Linked DNA regions of Rattus norvegicus: region 1 is linked to region 2. A link is a contact called in public Hi-C data. All regions are on one chromosome and are shown on one strand. The core of a region is the stretch at or near the end of the contact, and the rest is flanking DNA. Distances in the headings are between cores, read along the strand shown.

The links. Hi-C and Micro-C count contacts between places; a contact is called where the count stands out from the background.
Region 1: a contact with region 2 is called in a Hi-C map of the A7r5 cell line, with 2.8 times the contacts expected there. The contact joins two enhancer-like sites. A contact is called at or near these places in 2 of 12 Hi-C or Micro-C datasets (the A7r5 cell line and frontal cortex).

Annotation. Positions count from the first base shown.
Region 1 is chr10:102,756,053-102,758,800 of GRCr8, forward strand. No RefSeq gene overlaps it. Among named protein-coding and RNA genes, the nearest start is that of Sec14l1, 61 kb to the right of the region's middle. Within about 2 kb of position 1,264, at least 37 of the 93 cell types and tissues checked have an H3K27ac peak or open chromatin away from gene starts, as enhancers often do.
Region 2 is chr10:102,508,946-102,511,774 of GRCr8, forward strand. Mxra7 (matrix remodeling associated 7) reads right to left here. Exons shown (of 4, transcript NM_001398975.1): 3 at 1,781-1,874. Among named protein-coding and RNA genes, the nearest start is that of Mxra7, 20 kb to the right of the region's middle. Within about 2 kb of position 1,341, at least 46 of the 93 cell types and tissues checked have an H3K27ac peak or open chromatin away from gene starts, as enhancers often do.

The sequences.
Region 1 (2,748 bases), core at 14-2,513, 250 kb after region 2:
GCTTCCACCCTATGGAATAAACACACCTCCCGGAGCACCACGGGTCCCATGGTGACCTGCTGCTATCATCTCTCCTCCTGACTCCCTGTTCACTGGTGAGTACTAGGTAACCACTCCCCACTTCTCTCTCTTGTAAAATGCTTGGGGCTCTGGAAAGTTGCCTGATTCAAAATGGTGAGTTGTAATAGTGAGCTTTAACTGTCGGCTTGACCTCATCAGGTTGCCTGTGAGTGAGTGTGTGTGTGTGTGTGTGTGTGTGTGTGTGTGTGTGTGTGTGTCTTAATTGAGTTAACTGATATAGGAGACCCAGCCTACTGTGGGCAGCACCATTCCCTAGGCAAGGGTCCCAAACTGTATAAAAGTGGAGAAACCAGGCTGAGCCGAAGCAAGCGAGTATGTATTTATTTCTCTCTGCTCTTAACTGAGGATATGCTGTGACCAGCTGTTTGATGTTCCTGCCTCCTTGACTTCCACCGAAGGGTAGACTATAACCTGGAATCACAAGCTGATAGAGCCCCTCCTTTCTCTCCTAGATTGTTTCTCGTCGGGGTATTTTAGCACAGCAGCAGAAATGAAACTGGAATGTAGATGAACCCTCGTCCCTTCAAGAAACTCTATTCCCGGGCTGGAAAGATGGCTCAGTGGTTAAGAGCACTGATTGCTCTTCCAGAGGTCCTGAGTTCAATTCCCAGCAACCACATGGTGGCTCACAACCATCTGTTATAAGATCTGATGCCCTCTTCTGGTGTGTCTGAAGACAGCTACAGTATACTCATATAAAATAAATAAATAAATCTTTACAAAAAAAAAAAAGAAACTCTATTCCCCTTTTGTGTGCACTAGGACTTGAACTCGGGGCTTTACATACTCTCAAATGTCTTCCCTTTATCCATCAGAGCCTGCTAAGATACACTTAAGGTTTCAGATCTCCAGTCAAGTTTCCAGCCACCTTGACCACAGAAACTCTGTAGTTCCTCTGCCTAGGTCCCTGGGAGCATTCCAACCTTGGTGTCCTAATCTCCCTCCCCTGAAGATGACACCACCTTTATCCCCAGGGGTTTCCAGGTCTTCCTCCCACCACAATGATACCCACTGCGCTTTCGTGACTAGGACCTCTTTAGCCTCGGTCTTTACTGCCATCTAGTGGCCACAAGGCTCCCTGCAGGGAGGAGGATTTAGAACGAAGAGGTTCCTGGGACAAAGCCACCTCTTCTAGGATTCAAGGCACAGAAGTCAGTGTGCAGACCCAGCTGAGCAACTGGCCCGGCCTTTAGAGCCCAGGCTCAGCCTCTGGGCAGCGCGCCACGGGCTCTGTCTCCTCACAGAGCCTGCTTTAACCCAGTCTGCACGCATGCCCACAGCGTCAAGTGCGGAGTGGCTTTAGTGTTGAACATACCCCAGGAAAGGACATAATCCCGTTCCTAAGGATAAGAAATGGGTTTAGGAGGCAGAGAGCTAATCAGACAGTTCATGCAACCATTCATTCAGAAAATATTAAGCTGGGACCCAGGGAAACGGCTTAGTCCATAAAGTACTCACTGCACGAACTCAGGACCTGAGTTTGCACCCAGCACCCATGCACAAAGCCAACCGTGCTTGCAGTGCTTGAAGCCCCAGCCCCGGGCTGCCTTGGAGACCTCACAGATGTGAATGCGGGGGCTTGTGGTTGCCCCTGAGTTTGTCTCCTGGCGCTCGCTGTCTTACCAGAAGGCAGTGGTAAAACAGCTTAAAGCAACAGAATGTATTGTCTCTAGGGACCGGAAATCCAAATTCAAAGTGCCAGCAGGGCGGCGCCATCTGGAGGCTGTGATGGGAGTTTGGAGCTTCAAGTCCTGAGTCTCCTTGTAGAAGCCTTAGTCCCATCTGTGACCTCATGCACATCCCCGTGTGTCTGTTTATTCTCTAAAGATACTGGTGACATCTGATTGCACCCCACCCACTCCAACATGACTTCCTGTCCTGGCTAGTTTTAGGTCAGTTTGACACAAGCTGGAGTCATCTGAAAGGAGGGATCCTTACTTGAGAAAATGCCGTCATGCGATCCAGCTGTAGGGCATTTTCTTAATTAGTGACTGATGGGGGAGGTTCCAGCCCATTGTGGGTGGAGCCATCCCTGGGCTGGTGGTCCCGGGTTCTATACAAAAAAAGCAGGCTGAGCAAGCCATGATGAACAAGTCAGTAAGCAGCGCCCCTCTAGGGCCTCTGCATCAGCTCCTGCCTTCAGGTTCCTGCCCTGTCTGAGTTCCTGACTTGACTTCCTTCAATGATGAACAGGGATGTGGAAGTGTAAGCCAACTAAACCCCTCCTTCCACGAGTGGCTTTGGTCCTGGCGTTTCATCACAGCCATAGAAACCCGACTGAGACCCTCCCCTTAGCTTGACTCCACCCGAGAAAGACTCCATCTTCTCCAAATAAGGTCCCACTCTCAGGAACCAGGGATTAGAACCGGACATGATTTGTTTTTTTTTTTTTTACATTTTTTTTTACATTTATTCAGTGGTGTGTGTGTGTGTGCTTGTGTGTGTGTGCTTGTGTGCTTGTGTGTGTGTGCGCGCACGCGTGTGCGCGCGCGTGTGTGTGCATGTGTGTGCGTGTGTGCGTGTGTGTGTGTGTGTGTGTGTGTGTGTGTGTGTGTGTTGGACACCTTGCAAGACTTGGTTCTCTCCTTCCACAATGTACAGCCATCTCACCAGCAATGTGCTTTTCTCTTTTGAGAAAAGTGGTTCTCCCCCGTGGTCCTCATCTCT
Region 2 (2,829 bases), core at 91-2,590:
GAACCTTTAGGATGGCAGGGCGCCCTGCCCTCTCTCTCCTCTCCAGTCAGGGCTGGATCTGTGGCAACACCTCAGCTGGAGTTCCAAAACAGCCTCAGGAAAATGACCCTGTCTGTCCTCTGGATTAACACCAGCAGGGGGTGGGGGGAACCACAGGAGGCTTCTGGCCTTAGTCTGAAGATTAATAGCTATGGCTGTCCCGCACCATGGAGAGGGTACAGGCCCTCTCAGGGTTTCTATCCTGCACTGAACAGCCAACTGCCTCTCCTTCTCTGGGTGAGACAAAGCCACATCGGGCACCTAGCAAGGGCACCTCGCAAGACGTATGCACATCCCCATAGCAGCCCTGCTCTCAGACAGGATGGTCTCTGCCTAAGTACACCAGCACCTATATCAGTGGGCCCTTGAGGTCCTCCAGGGACTTGAATGGACCTCGGAGGCTCTTTCTGTGTCTGGGATTCCTCATGCACAGGCAGAACGAGATGGATTCAGAGGAGACAGAATGCGTTAATTGGTTATGGAGGCGGTGGAGGGGGTGGGTTTAGACCACGTCAGTGGTGGGCGTTGGGGACACAGAGCAGACAATGTAAGGAAGCACTGCTAGTCTACGAAACCAACCTCCTTACCACAAGGGTTTGCAAGAACATTTGTGGCCCGGGGCTAGGGGACCCTCTACAGGGAGGTGAGGTCAGAGGTCAGCTCAATCCTGAAATATAAAGGTGGCAAAATGGGGGTCACAACGAGAGGCAGCAGTGTCCTCATAAAAAGTCAGGGAGTCCCACAGTAAGGGCTTCTTCCTGCCTGTGTCTTCACTGGCATCCCTCTGCTCCCAGCATCTTGACAGGGAGACAGGATTGTGCAAGGAGGGCAATCAGCATAGTGGAGGGATGCTGGTGGCCCTAGAGCCAGCTAGAGAGGTGGGGTGAGCCGTGGGGTCAGCCTTCTACTCCTCATGAATCAAGCCTCGTCCCCAAAAGACCCCTCTGGGTGCCGAGGTTGGAAAACGGTTCTGTTCTCGACTGGACTTCACTATAATCAGGGGCTGTGCTCACATTGCTGGGGGTGGGGTGGGGGGCAGGGCGGCAGGTGCACGCGGGGGGGTGGGGCACGGCTGGGCTGTGGCCACCTTGACATTCTATTTGCTTCCGAGCACCCCTTCAGCCACCCATGCAGTCCGGATAAAATGTTGGGGGGGGGGAAGCTGATCGACATCCTGGGGCTCTAGTGGTTGAGAGGAGAATGAATGGCCTGATTCCAGAAGCCAGAAGCCATACAGCTGCCTTTGAGCTCTGCAAAGCGGCGGCGCTGCGCTGAGAGCCGCGCGGGCGCGCGCAGAGCGGAACAGATAGAGAATGACGTGGTGGGTGGGGGCCGGGAGGAGGGAGGCTGCCAGATGGATGAGCACCAAGAATCCCGCTCTGTCCTCAAGTGACAAATTGGTTTTGTCAGGGACTCTACGCATAAGTGAGCAGTGAGGCTGCTCCGGGCCCTTTCCTGGCATCTCGCTCCTTTGTTTTCCAGGTCGGGCAGAGAGGATACAAGAAATAGACTCTCCTCTCCTCTCTCTCACGCCCTCCCTCCCTGCTGCCTCCCTGGGGAGCTTCTTCCCTCGGTCGAAGCTGGCTGAATATTCCCAGGATGAGAAGGGACCCGCACCCCCTCCCCCGCCCCCCACAAAACAGAAAACGGAAAACGAAGGGAAGAGGGCATAGTGGGCGGGGGCTTGCGGGAGGCCCACCGCTGCTTGGCCCACGAATTAGTGTTCCAGAAATCGGCCTACCTCTGTTCCTCCTCCAGTTCTTCTTTGGTCATCATCTTCTTGTACTGGCTTCCCCTCAGCTGCCCAGGGCTGTACTTAAAGGAGAAGGCTGCTCCTGTGGGGACAATGTGTACGTTTATTGATGACGGGGTTGAGGGGGGCAGAGCAGACCCTCTCAATGCTCAGCAGTATCCCCTTTCCCTGGTTAGATTCTCTCTCTCTCTCTCTCTCTCTCTCTCTCTCTCTCTCTCTCTCTCTCTCTGTGTGTGTGTGTGTGTGTGTGTGTGTGTGTGTGTGTGTGTGTCGGTATGTCTGTGTGTCTGTGTAGCCAGGGATTGAACTCAGGACCTTGTACATAGTAGGCAAGCATTCTTTCTTGACCGACATCCTCAGCTCTCCCTTCATTAATTTTCAGAGACAGAGGGGCTGGAGAGATGGCTCAGCGGTTAAGAGTATTGGCTGCTCTTCCAGAAGTCCTGAGTTCAAATCCCAGCAACCACATGGTGGCTCACAACCATCTGTAATGGGATCTGATGCCCTCCTCTGGTGTGTCTGAAGACAGCGACAGGGTACTTATATATAATAAATAAATATTTAAAAGAATTTTTTTTTCAAAGAAAGTGTCCAGCAACATAGCTCAGTTGGCAGGAAAAAGAAAAAAAAAAGCCAGGAGGTAGTGTCACACTCTTCCGGAGTCCCGGCACTCGGGGGACAGAGGCAGGTAAATCTCTGAGTTCAAGGCCAGCCTAGTCTACAAAGAGATACACGAAGCAAGCAACACTGTCTCAACGAACAAAGAAGCAAACAAACCCAACCCCTAAAAACAACCAAACCGAACCAAAAACAAAACAGAAAGAGAAACGGGAAGATAAAAAGAAGAAAGACCTGCTGTCAGATCAGCCCTTGTAGCCCGAGTGCAGCCCTGGAGGCACCGCGCATGCAGTGACGTCACGGTCTCACCCCAGCACCTGGCCCCAGGCTCACCCTATGCTTCCTGTGAACCCCTGTGGCTTCTTACACCTTGGTCTTTAATGGGGAGCAGAGGGGGTACAGATGAAACTGAGTGACAC